2 separate regions of the Sus scrofa genome follow, and region 1 is linked to region 2. A link is a contact called in public HiChIP or PLAC-seq data. All regions are on one chromosome and are shown on one strand. Each heading gives the region's core, a stretch centred on a gene start, on an enhancer-like site or on the middle of the called end of the contact. The rest is flanking DNA. Distances are from core to core; before and after follow the strand shown.

What was found. HiChIP or PLAC-seq counts read pairs in DNA pulled down with a chosen protein or histone mark.
Region 1: an H3K27ac HiChIP or PLAC-seq map of skeletal muscle shows a contact between it and region 2. The contact joins two enhancer-like sites. A contact is called at or near these places in 2 of 2 datasets of contacts at active chromatin or transcription factors (alveolar macrophages and skeletal muscle).

The regions. Positions count from the first base shown.
Region 1 is chr6:151,019,306-151,025,876 of Sscrofa11.1, reverse strand. NFIA (nuclear factor 1 A-type) reads left to right here. Exons shown (of 11, transcript XM_021097780.1): 3 at 2,010-2,075. Among named protein-coding and RNA genes, the nearest start is that of NFIA, 210 kb to the left of the region's middle. Within about 2 kb of position 1,781, at least 12 of the 83 cell types and tissues checked have an H3K27ac peak or open chromatin away from gene starts, as enhancers often do. A contact at or near this core is called in skeletal muscle, where this site is marked.
Region 2 is chr6:150,840,346-150,846,903 of Sscrofa11.1, reverse strand. All of the region lies in intron 10 of NFIA (nuclear factor 1 A-type), which reads left to right. Among named protein-coding and RNA genes, the nearest start is that of TM2D1, 230 kb to the right of the region's middle. Within about 2 kb of position 3,388, at least 20 of the 83 cell types and tissues checked have an H3K27ac peak or open chromatin away from gene starts, as enhancers often do. A contact at or near this core is called in skeletal muscle, where this site is marked.

The DNA.
Region 1 (6,571 bases), core at 532-3,031, 180 kb before region 2:
ATGATTACTCAGAAAGATATTAGACCTAGCAAAAGAACATCGGCAAAGCTATGATATCGGAAGTTAGGTTTGCTAGTCTTACTCCAAAGAAAATGTTCTGTTTGGCAAAATTTTATTTGTCTATTTTGGGATATGACCAGGAAGAATTTTAACTTTCCCTACAACAAACTTAGATATTTTCTTTATAATTTTAATTGTGGATATTAAGGGTTTAAAAATTTCCAGTGCAAAAATAATGATGGTATGCTTTTTCGCCTAAAACATGTTTAGTTACTTCTAAGAATGTTTAAATTTTTAATTTTTAATGGCAAAATTACAGAGTATTCCTTTAGAAAAAGAGAAGGTAATCATGCCATCTTTTTAAATCACCTGTTATAAAAGTAATATTAATTTTTGGACTTAAAATTTCACCTATGGTCCAATATAAATTTGCATTCCAGTTTTCAGTGCAGACTTTGGATTTAACTTTGTGGTTCATTCTCAAGAATTTCTCTAAAATTTTTTAACCTGTACTGCTTTTGTTTGTGTTTTCACTGTGGCTATTCTTACATTATGATAAAAGCTACCACTTTGCCAGACTTAAATAAAAACTTATATTTTCACATTTTCTGCTGTTTGAACCCTTGATTCAATCTAGAATTTTTGCTGTAGTCATCAGGTTAAGAGCATCTGAAAAAAATTTTAAATAGATGTTTTAAAAATAGTACTTCCCGATAATTAAAATCTTCATTTGCCTAAAAGCAGGGAGCATTTCTAAAGTAATAAATTAGCACTTCTTGACCTAGGGTCATTCGTAGTGCTACTTCTTTTTTGCAGTATCTCCAAGGAAGAGAATGGTAAAGCTATAACTCTGTTGAAATAGAAGTAATATTTTCAATTTAATCACAGTTAAGTGTCATGACCTTTTGATCTTGCATTGAACTTCTTGCTGAAATGTGGTCAAATTTCAGACAGCTCCTTCTAACCCTGTGAAGTCAAGGTTAAGTTCAGAGTCAGGCTTTCCACAGATACAGAGGTTTTCCTTAAAAAAAAAAAAAAAAAGTTTTTCGATAATGTTATATACTGTTTCAAGTCTCAGAAAAGGCTTTACGTAAAAAATTCTGTCCTTGAGCTCTTCTGTCTGACCTTTTTTTGCCCGTAAAATGAATCACAAATATACTTCTAATTCTGTGAAATTTTTTGATCTAATTTAGTTTCATCTCATTTTAAAATTAGATGGCATTTTATTTGAAATTATCCCAGTTAGAAGTTACAAAATAATTGAATTAGTTTCTTTAGCTGGAAAATGATTGTATTTGTTTAAATAAAAAATGAATGGAATCCCATAAAGGTGTGCAAGAACCTGTTTTCGCTCACAAGCTCTTTTAGGATCTTCCAAATGCATCAGGGTGAGAGAAAAATAGCACCTAACGAAGTGGGGGAACTGTGTATCTTTCAGAAAGACGCCTTTGAGTGATCCTGTTCTTTTAAGTAAATGCACTAGAATATTAGGATTCTAGTATTTAATGGTGTTAGTCTGCGTAGTCTGTTGCTGTAATACAGAGCTAAATATCAACAGAACTTGTTTCTGTTGTTTGGGTTGCTTTTATATACCAGCTTCAAAATATGTTTTGACACTTTATTATGTTCTGAATCAAGCTTCAGATGTGTGTAATGAAGGATGAAGTCTTTATCAGACTCTAGTGTATAAATAATGGAGAAGAGCAGTTTGGAAATGGTCTCTCTCTGTCAGAGGATGGTTTCTGAAGAGTTTCAAGTTATGATCTGGCACAGGCCAAGCGCCACTGGAGGTGTAAACAGAACCAAGTCCTCTCGGAAGGCATGGGCCGCTGAGGCTGCTGTTTTCCTCCCTTTTCTTTGCTCTCCTCTTTTTTTTCCCGTCATCATGTCACTTCTGCAACGGTCTCATTCCTCGTGTACATGCTGAACCTTTTGAGAAAGTCTGGCACCTCTGATCCACGTTCTTTCACAGACCCTGTAATTTTTGGCTGTATTTTTATGTTTTTCAGATTCAAGTCAATCTGAAAGTCCCAGCCAGCCAAGTGACGCTGACATTAAGGACCAGCCAGAAAATGGTAAGTTTAGTTTGGGACGCCGGTTGCTGCTTTGAAAGTCCACAGTCGCCAGCAGCCAACCATGAGCAAGGATTTTGAGGTCTGCCCCTCTGGGTGGCCCACAGTAGGAGCGACTTTGAGGACTCAGGGAGTTTTCTGGGTCACTCCAGCAGCGCCAGGCCCTTCCTCTCAGCCACAGACCCTCCCAGGGTACTCCCAAGAATCCGAGTTCCCAAGAAAGTTGATTGCTGTGAGAGGTGGGGTTGATGTATCAGATCAGAGTCTTTTACAGCATAAGTGAGGAGCCAACTCCCTTTCATTTCAGTTCCTTTTAAGGTGGCAAGTGGCCCACAGTCTTCTTCACTAGCGACTTAAGTTTATTGACTGACAAGTATTTTTGAAGCCTTTTGGAAGCCTTTGCTAATAATTGCTATAAGAAAATTATCTCTGCCTTTGAAGGAGTTTTCACTTTAAATGGTCTAAAATAAACACCTGGCAGTATTAAAGTCATCAATTGCTTAATTTCTGTTCTGTATATGTATATATATATATATATGTATATATAAAACATGGAATACACACTTTATGCATATGATAATATTCACTAAAATGCTAATGTGTGCTATATGCACTCTAAGGACAAGAAAGCCTGTCACAGGTTAGAATCTTAAGCCTGAGTAAAACGATCAGTTTCAGTAAAAACTGAGAAGGTGACTAACGGTGCCCATCGTACGTTAAACATTGTATTATGCATTTTCATACATACCATCTCATGAAATTCCAAAGTGCTCATCCTTGGTGAGAGAACTGAACGCTCTAGTGGGAACTTGACCTTGAGGGACCTTTGAGGAAACGATGACATCATGGCCGAAAACTCAGGCTGTAGGGTCAGAGCTGTGTTCAAATTCTGCCTCTACTCTTTCTTTCCTTTGTAGTTTTGAATGGATTATTTAACCCCCTGGAGTATTGATTTATTCCTCACTTTTGAAGTGGTTTAGTAATAATATTACTTTCACGTTGAAGAATTATAACATACTTATCACCATAGTATTGTTCATAGACTTTATACCAAAAAAAAAAAAATAGAAAAAGCTGACTGTTGTTAATATTATTCATATTATTTTTCTAGTCAGTGTAATTCTACCATGCCGTTTTTCAGTTGCTTAGAATGACCTCATTCTTATGACTCTTTTTCTTTTTGTTGTTTCATACATTTTTCCATTTTGATCTCTTTCCGGTCTTTTGGAATAGATAGGTAAACTGACTTACGTCAGTATTGTGGGGTGGAGGATTGAATGTACCACATTAGATATCCTGTCCCTGATTTCTCAGGATTTGTTTCATTTCCCAAGCCTGGGAAATTATAACAGTGTCGGGCTCCCATATTAAATACAGACTATCTGGCCATTCCTCTCCTCGTTCTGGTATTATGGTGGTATTTCCTTATCAAAATTGTCTTTTCACAGCAGAAATTTTTTTAAAAAGAGAGAGACAGAGACCTCTGAAGGCTTGTTTTTAGTGTCAGAAACAGCTACATCTTCTTTTTTGTTGACATTTTGAAAAGCGGTATTTATAGATTAATTTCACTCTTTATTTCCCACTTGACGTATAAGTGATGCCTTCTCTTCTACGTTGCGGATTTTTCATATGTCGTATTTATCTGTATTCTGCCTGAAGTTGTGTCCGGAGACACTTCCTTTATTTTCACCGTTAGGAACGGGTGGGCTGCCGGGGTGTGTGGTTCACGTATTTAGGTCTGGCCGCCCCTCCAGCGGGCCTGCGATTCATCTGTCTTCATAAAATGGCCGACAAGCTGTTCACATGCAAATATAAATTGAGAGCATGAGAGGCCTGGCATGCCTTTCTGGAGCTGCCTGTAATACCGATATTGTGCATTTCCCATTCCAAAAAACAACCGGGATTGAGCCTGGATTTTTCGGCCAAAGCCATAGAGCTCCTTGCCAAGTTCATTTTTAACCCCAGATTACTTGGTGCCACCTCAAGGATTCACAGTGCCATTTGGGAAGGATCATGTGAGTTCAAAGAAAGAAGGTATTAATATCCAGGAGAGACAGTAATAAATTCCTGTGTTTCAAGTGTCTATTTATTTCAGAGAAAGAGAAGTAGAACTTGTTTTATCTTAGACAATTCCAACTGGAGCTTAGACTAGAGGAACATCAGCCTACTCAGTTTCCTCTTTCTGCCTTTTGTCAATCTCAGATGAAGTTATTTGAGGAAAAAAATATTTTTTTTCCTCTTCCTTAAAGACATATCATCCCTCAAGGAAAATAAATGATGATTTCAGGATTAGGTTTTTACATGCATTAGATGACTCTCTGGAATGGCTTTGATCAAGGCTGTTTTTTTCATTTTCGTTACCCCAGGTTATGGAAGATGAGTTCCTGAAAGGTCTTGTGTGTGTGTTTGTGTGTTTGTTTCATTTTTGTTTTTCAAAAGAGAGCTCTCATAAATGTATCAACAAAACCCTTAAGAACTTTTGAAATCTGGGTAGATACAAAAGTGACAGACTCTGGTCTTCAGATAAAGTGGGAACTCATTATACCTTCTTTATGTACATATTTGAGGGGAAATAATCTTCGTTTTATCCTAGATCTTGAGGAGAAAGGTAATGGGAAACGAATGGTATTTTCCTAGTAAACCATGGAGAATGAATAGACAAATGGTAACATGCTGTTTCATCCAAAACCATAAACTAGGCCATGTAACTTTACCTAAAGTGGATGCAGCTGTTTCTTCCCTGTCCAGCCAGTCTGGTTTTTTTCTGCGGAATTTTTGCTTTCTTTTCTTGTACTCCCTTAAGACTCAACTGTAAAAGAAAACAAATCTTTGTCCAATTAGAGTATTAGATGGGAATTTTGAAGGAATTATCTGAAGCCCAGAGAGAAAATATCAGAACCTCTGAAACTCAAAATTGGTGTAATATAATGGGGTCAAGACCCCTGGCCCCAGAGTCAGACAGACCAGAGTTCAAATGAAATGATGGCTGGGTGACTTTGAATAAGGTATTGCCCCAATCTCAGTGTTCTTATCAGTAAATACTCATGAGTATTACAATGAGAATATGTGTAAAGCTGGGTGGATCCTGAGGACTCAAAGGAAGGTAACCATTACTTCTCTCCAGTTACAGTTTGTATCTGTAATGAGATACACATATTCAAGAGGGCGGAAGCCAGGAGCCTTGCAGAAACAAACCAAGACTCTTTAGTGACACCTTTTGCAGATACCTACCCTGTTCTGAAATGTCAGACTTAAGTCACTTATGTCTGTCCTCAGGCCCCACAGTGGCACAGCTAAGTTGTTATTTAGCTCTGTTCTTCACATTCTGTTTACCTCCCAGGAGCTGAGAACTCTGTGATTCTCAGCTGCTAGAACCTTTAGGATGAATGCTCAAGAAGCAGGTTATTCTGGAAAGAAGGGACTTCACCTAGATGTCTTTGAATTTGGCCAAGTTTTTTCTCTGGCACAAGCCAAATAGAATATGGCTTATTAAAAACTATATGCTGATGAAGGGTAAGATTCGTAACAAATTCCATATGCCTTGAACTTGACACATACCTGGTATTTATTAAAATTAATAAGTAGATACATATGCCATCATTAGCCACAAATATCTTTTGAGTATTTGCTCACTATTGATATACTAGGAAGTTTTTAAGAAAAAAAACTGTGTTTTTAAATCCCCAAAACACTGGAGAAGCTGAAAATCTAATTTGGGTGTGGGGGAAGGTTGTGCAATGGTCCATGTATGATACACAGGTATGACTGATAGTGCTAGGAAGCCAAAGCTAGGGGCTATACCAGTGGCCATAGTAGATTAAGTTGCACCTCCACCTCCAATGAGCAGGTGTGATCAAAGAGATGGAATACCATCATGTTCATTTATGATTGATGACCGTAGGGAATGGGATCCTGGCTGAGTATCATTCATTCAATCCTTTGCCCATATTACTGAAATCCCTTAGAGCTCCTGAAGGTTTTAAACCTTATTTGTTAGACCTCGACGTAGACCATGTACTCAAACCACCTTTGTGAATTCCCAGGAGGTACTTTGGCTCCTGTTAAGAGTATTTGTGGGCCACAGCATTTGCAGTGCCTGCTCAATATGTGCAGGGCCGGTGAACAGTCCTCCAAAGCTTTGCATCCTGTGATGCATCAGGTCAGGCGTTAATGAGGGAGAAGCTCAGGCGATGGCTCTCCCACCCAATTCAGGGCACACCTCTGTGGGGCCACACTGAGGCAATGTCTGAGGGAATAGCATAGACAACACTGGCTCTCTAAAAGCACACGGAGACTCCCTGCGAACGCACCTTTAGCTAAAAAAGAAAAAGTGGAGTTTCCTTGCCAGAAAAATAAAAGCTGTGTTCACATGGTTTTTTTGTCTTTCTGTTTTTATTTTTTTCTATTTACTATCTCTCATTGCCATGCATACACTGCCAATAATAATAACCTCATCTGAGTGTTTTTTGTTTTTTGTTTTTTTTTGTCTTTTTGCCTTT
Region 2 (6,558 bases), core at 2,139-4,638:
GGGTTTGATCCCTGGCCTCACTCAGTGGGTTAAGGATCTGGCATTGCCGCGAGCTGTGGTGTAGGTCGAAGATGTGGCTCAGATTCCGCGTTGCTGTGGCTGTGGTGTAGGCTAGGGACTACAGCTCTGATTCGACCCCTCGCCTGGGCACCTCCATATGCCGTGGGTATGGCCCTAAAATGAAAAAAGACAAATAAATAAATAAATAAATAATTTTTTTTAAAGTATAGGAATAGGATCATTGTAGTATAACCAGAGTGATCTAAGTCCCAGGGCAGCCGGTGACCGAGCTGAGACTTGAACCAGGACCTCTGCCTCACAGCCCAGGGCTGAGTTGCATCTTACTCTACTCTCGCTCCCTTCTCCCCTGAGTCTGAGAGCAGAGCTGCTGCAGCCTCCTCTGCATTCTGTCCAGAACCCACCTCTGCGCCTCATGTCTTTGGCTCACTACAGAAGCCTCCATCCCAGCTGCCAGGACCGGTGGTTGTGGTTGCAGTCGAGTGTGCCCTCTTCCTTCCTCTCTTCATCCCGTGAATGGAGTTGGGAGGATTTCTGGTTTGCACAGCCTTTGAGAGAGTCAGGGTCTGCCCTCAGTCCTGTGGGGGCTCAGACCAGGTGGAGAGGAAGAGAGAGATTGACTGGAGGGGTCGGGAAGGACAGGAGGAAGGACCCTGGACAGGGAACAGGGGACGATGAAAGGGGTCAGAGGCAAAGACCTGTGCTCAGGGCCACGCAGGGAAGCACCAGAGGGGGTGGGAATGGGCACAGGTGACAGGGGGCATCCAGTGCCTAAAGGGCTCCTTGGCTGAAAAGGCCAGTTTGGGAATCCATTTCTGGCCAAGTAGCAGGTCTGCTGTCACTCTCTTGCAGGATGTCTCTGGGAGACTTTTTGAAATGGCCAGACTTGTTACTTCGATGTTATTTTCCCTCTACTGGACTTTACCTGCACAACTGGAGCGTTACATCTACATGATAAATCCACTGTGCACCTGTGTTTGGGAAGAGCTTTTCAACTTTGGGAGAAGAGCAGGCGTGGGGAGGCCCTCGGCGGCACGATTATTGTAATGCGGCCACGCTCGGCTGAGCACCGACTTCCACTCCCACGCCTTTCTTTTTAAATCAGAAAGGTTACCTCCCTGGGCCACCTTTGGGCCAGCCCCAAGTGTGACTGTCTGCACTTGTTAGACGACAGGCATTTAATTAAAATTGGAATCTGATGTGTAGAAAACATACATTTTTTCTCATTTCATAGCTCCCCGGGAAATCATATTCTCTTCCTGCCCCTGCTCCCTTCAACTTTCCCCACCACCAAAAAAAAAAAAAAAAAAAAAAAAAGGAAAAGAAAGGAAAGGAAAGACATACTCGGGGAAAGATTATTTTAATGTTGAAAATCAAAACTTACAAAGAGCCAGGCTGCCTTCTTTATTTGGGGAGGGGGGGAGCGGACATTAGCCAATAAGAAAGCCTGTATTGTGTCTTCAGACCAGAGCCAGCTTTTTTTATGGCTAACTTCCCACGTGGAAAAGGGGTCATCCCATTTCAGAGCATTAAAATAGAGTGTTTCATGAACCCGTAAGTAAAATCATTCATCTTACTTCTGTGCAGTAAAAGGGGTTGCCTGATGCCTTCTGTTATTTGGTTGGACTTTGCAAAATTGAAAACATTAAAAAAAAAAAAAAAATAGCAGACACAGGGCCCTTGCGAAAAAACCTACCACCGAACACCCTCGCCCTGGCGTTTGCCACAGCCAAGCCACCCAGTGCACTGTCTGGGCTCCACCCAGAGCATCCGGCAGTGCCATCGTGGGCAGATAGATCGGAACTCTGGACGATTTCATCGGGTCGTTGTCCCCTTAATCTCCACGCTGCACCTCAGATCTCAAGCAGCTTCCGCGGTGGTGTGGGCTCACTTTAATGGACAGAATCTATTTTTCATGAAAAAGCAGGAAATAAGCTGTCTCCTTCATAAAAAGATTTACAAAATGTAATCATTGTGGAAATATTCCCTTTGAACTGCCGTGTCCGCGGGGGTCTCCGGCTCCCAGAGCCGTGCTTCATTACAACCCCTCGCAAGCGGCTCCAGAAGGGCAGGTACACTGGTGGTGCCCGGCTTTGATGTCTTGAATGAATGAAAGAAAAGCACAATAAAAAAGAGCTGTTGATCAAGCATAAAATACTCTTTAAGCTGACAGAATAGCAGCGTTAACACACCCTAAGCTGCTTTTCGTTTTTCCCTTTTTTCCTCACATTTTCCTGTGCTTTGTGTACAGTGGGGGTTTGTATTTTATAAGAAGTCTCTGATCTATGTAGTATGCCATTCGCTAACAAAAACCAAAATAGGATTGTTGCTGTCCCACTTGGTTGCCTGACTACTCTCTCCCCCGCCCCCCCCCCAACCCCTGGTTCCCCTCTCCCCGCCTCACCCCCAACTTCCAAGGCGTGCAGTTCAGCCTTGCAAGGCAAGGGCCCAAATGCCTTTCATAAACTTGAGCCAGTTCCTTTTGTGCGGTTGGTTTCGCTGCTCTGATTTTAATACCGCAATTAAAGACAGATTTTTATTTTCTCAAGAACTTTCTCTTGCAACTGGGGAAATGGAACTGACACAGCTGCTACTTTTAACTAAGAAATTATATCATTAAATAAGAGAAAGTCTCCTTGGTGAGCGATGCCTTTCCAAGGGAACTGGTCCTCCGTAGGTCTCCTGTGGACCTTTAAAAAACGCCTGTATACACTGTATGTTTGGAGAACTATTTACCCCGGTTTTGGGTTTTCTATCCTTGTCCCTCTGCAGGCATTAGCTCAGTCAGTTCTCACAAAAGCTGATCAAGTTACCTCCAATTGCACAGAGTCTAAAACTCAGACCCAGAGGTGCTAACTTAACCTAAGCTCAATTAACTAGCACATAACAGTGTACTAGTTAAGTGATGGGATTCTGTTAACTCTTGACTCCAGAGCCCAAGCTCTTAGCGCACGCAATGCACACAGCCCTCCAGGAAGTCTGCAGAGCCAAGGTGAGTGGGCCAGAGTGCAGTTTTTAATTCAGAAGTCTTTGGTTTCACGAGGTAAAAGATTACTTGATACAAATGTAAAGGGAGATCCAAAAAAGAACTGTACTGAATGGTGAGGCAGACACCAGGGCAAGCTGGAATGCCATGAGAGAGTCTGACTTTGGAACAGGAGTCGGAATAATTGGATTGTGTGTGTACTCTCCAGGTTTGGAGGTGCTGCATGGCTTATTGGGTAAAAAGATTAGTGTTTTCCCGTCTTGAGGTTTGAACCAAAGAGAGGTCTTGGCCGGGAGCAGCACGGTCACTCTCCAGGGAGTGGTGGTTTGGACGACTCCTCTGTGCTCGTAGTAAGTAGGCAGCAGTCCACGTCACAAAACTATTGCACATGCTGCGGACGCAGTCGGCTGCCGTTGGCCCCGTCACAAGAGCTCTTCAGTCAGAACGGCCCGGGGTCGCCTGTGGAGCCCTGTGTCTCCCTGGGGAGAGCACCTGCCACTTGGGGAAACGTGGACATGAGGTGAGAGCATGGATGTGGCACAGCCACGCTAGAAGCCACCCATCTACAGGCCTTGTTGGGTAACTGACCTCAGGCTTCGGGAACCTTGGAGATGCCTCGTTTCTTTCTTGCATCCTTTATTCAACAGTATTTATCCAGCCACCAGGCAAGACACTGGCCTGGTGCCTTCTTGCCACATAGAAGAAGATAGTCCATTTTCTTGAGGGGAAAAGCAGGTAATTACAGTTCAGTAACCGTGACAGAGGTAAACCCAGGACTAAAGGCCTAGAGAAAAACCCCTTGGAAGAAGGGACTTAGTCTGAGAACGCAAGGACTAACAAGTGTTAGCAAAGCCAAGGAGAGGGGCACAGCTATGCCAAGGCCCAGCAGGGAGAAAGCATTTGACTTGGGGGCACCTGGAAGACGTTGAAGACAGCCCAAGTGTTGGGTACAAGCAGTGAAGAGATAAGGCCGAAAAGGTAAGCAGGGGCCAATCATGGCCCATTAACATTTTAATAGCTTCCTGTACAATAAACAAGTCTTGGTTTAGCGTTATTGAAAACAGGCTTTCTTTAATTAACAAAATCAGGCAAGAAAAGTGACTGCAGAGATCAAATCCCCATGGCTGGCAATACCATAACTGACACCTGGGGACGCCGTGTCACCTTTGTCAGAAGAAAGCGGCGTCAGACACTGCAGAATGGAGTTCCCGTCGTGGCTGAGTGGTAACGAACCCAATTAGTATACATGAGGACTCTCGGGTTCGATCCCTGGCCTCGCTCAGTAGGTTAAGGATCCCGCATTGCTGTGGCTGTGGCGTAGGCCAGCAACTGCAGCTCTGTTTCGACCCCTCCCCTGGAAACTTCCATATGCCATGGGTGTGGCCCTAAAAAGAAAAGAAAAGAAACTTCAGAACGGCCCTCACAGTAGCCCTCTGGGGGCCCAAGGACAGAGACCTGCTTCCTGGAAATCACACCACTGGTGTGGAAAAAGTGAGACTCGGTTCTGGGTCCCTCAGACACTGGATACGCAGCCTCACCAGCTGGCATATATTTTTAAAGATCCTACTGGGAGAAAAGCAGGGGTAGTTGGTACCTTGAAAGACAGAGAAGTCTACAATCCAGCATCTGCTTTCCGTAGGACAGCTCCTTAAGTGCAGGTGCCATATTTTTTGTACTTGTTCTGTCCCCAGAGCCTAGCATACAAAGCATACGGTAGGATGCTAATATTTTGCTGAAAAAATGAAGTACTCCAAAGCGGTGTCGCCTAACGTGGGAAACCAGGAGTGTGCCCAGAGGCCCTGTCCCTTTCCACTGTCTTGGAAGAGGGTGGGGAGGACGAGCAGGTTTCTCGCTGATTTGCCAAGGACGGCTCGACAGTGGGCTTGAGCTCATCCAAATAAGAGCAGGAAGCCAAATATGAGTAACTGGATTAGCGTGACCCAGCAGAGATAGCATCTCCTCAAGAGAGACGTCGAAACACTGACCCCAACTCCTGCAGTACTGGTTGGCAGCATCCTCTTTGGGGGCTGACTTGGGTAGGAAGGAGTGGGAGAGTCGGGGCAGAGGCCTCCCTGTGTTTGCATGTTTCTGTTTTCTGTGCGTGGATGTCCTTAAATAACCCACCTTGCCCGGAGAAGAAAGCAAAGTGTCACACCCAGTTCTGGATTCCACATTAACAACCTCCTTCCGCAGTGTTCAACTTTGCCCTTGAGGCCTTTTGTTTAACTTTTTAACTTGAAAAACAGATTCTGCTGCGTCACAGTCTGTTCCACCCTCCCCACCCCCACCCAGGACCCTCTCCTTTTTTTTTTTTTTTTTTTTTTTTCCATTTGGGTTAAAATAAAATACAGCTATCTCCAACAGACTTGTATTCCCTTTTGTTTCTAAAATACACATCCTACCCTCTTGGTGAACAGAGTGCATTAAAAGCCTTTTTGAAAGTTGTTATTCACGTTAGAATGTCTGGTGTTAACTTAGAAGTTGAGTCTTCATCAACTTTGGCTTACACACACTCAGGACCAAATTTTTGCGAAACAGCCTCTGTTTGCTAATGCCTCTCCCTGCAGCATAAGAAAGGAAAGAGACTGCCACTGTCAAAGGTTATCTCCTGCCACCTCAGGCTTCCTGCTTAGGAGGCAGCCGGATAGATATTGTTTATGGTTCATAAAACCTGACTACTGTGAGTATTCCAGAATCCTGGCAGAATGGGATTCGAACTTTCATGGAGCTGTAAATTAAGGAGCTGGAAGTGTGATAAAACTCCTTAGAGAATGGTGTGGGGGGTGGGGGGGGAGTGTGCTGCAATGGTTAAATGAAATTTTATAAGCACATTGAATGTGGAGCTGTTTTGCATTACATGAGTCGAATACCTTAGAGACGCCACATCTGCAGGCACTTTATTAAATCCTTAGTCAGCACTTTCCAACCTGATGAGATTACTTCTTCATTTGACTGGAGAAAAGGAAAGCTGAGCTCTGGTCCTGGACTGCAGATTTCTTTTGATGTTTCACCTTGAACACGGAGAGAGGACAATTACCCTCCCCACCCCCGCCTCCCCACCTCCCCAGCACATCCCAAACTGTAGGAATTGGGAATGTAACACAGTAATTTTACTTTACCTCAAGCCTTCGTGGGAGTGTGGATTTATGGACCTCCAAAACAACGGCAGCTGAGGGTTCCCAAGGAAAAAAAGCCAGATCAAAGCTCTGTGTTTACTTCCTTAATGTAAATGTATCAAGATAACATCATCCTATATTGTATTGTAATACTGGACCTCACTGCAGATAAGAGACAGAGATGCCTTTGTAGTTCATCTGATACAGCAGGTTAGATTAAGGGGCTATAAAATAGGAAGGCAGAAGCCATATGAAACCTAAGCTTATGTCAGTAAATATCTGAAGACAATGTTTTTTGTCTTTTTGTCTCTTTTAGGGCTACACCTGCGGTATATGGGGGTTCCCAGGCTAGGGGTCAAATCAGAGCTGTAGCCCACAGTCACAGCAACACGGGATCCGAGCCGTGTCTGCAACCTACACCACAGCTCACAGCAACAC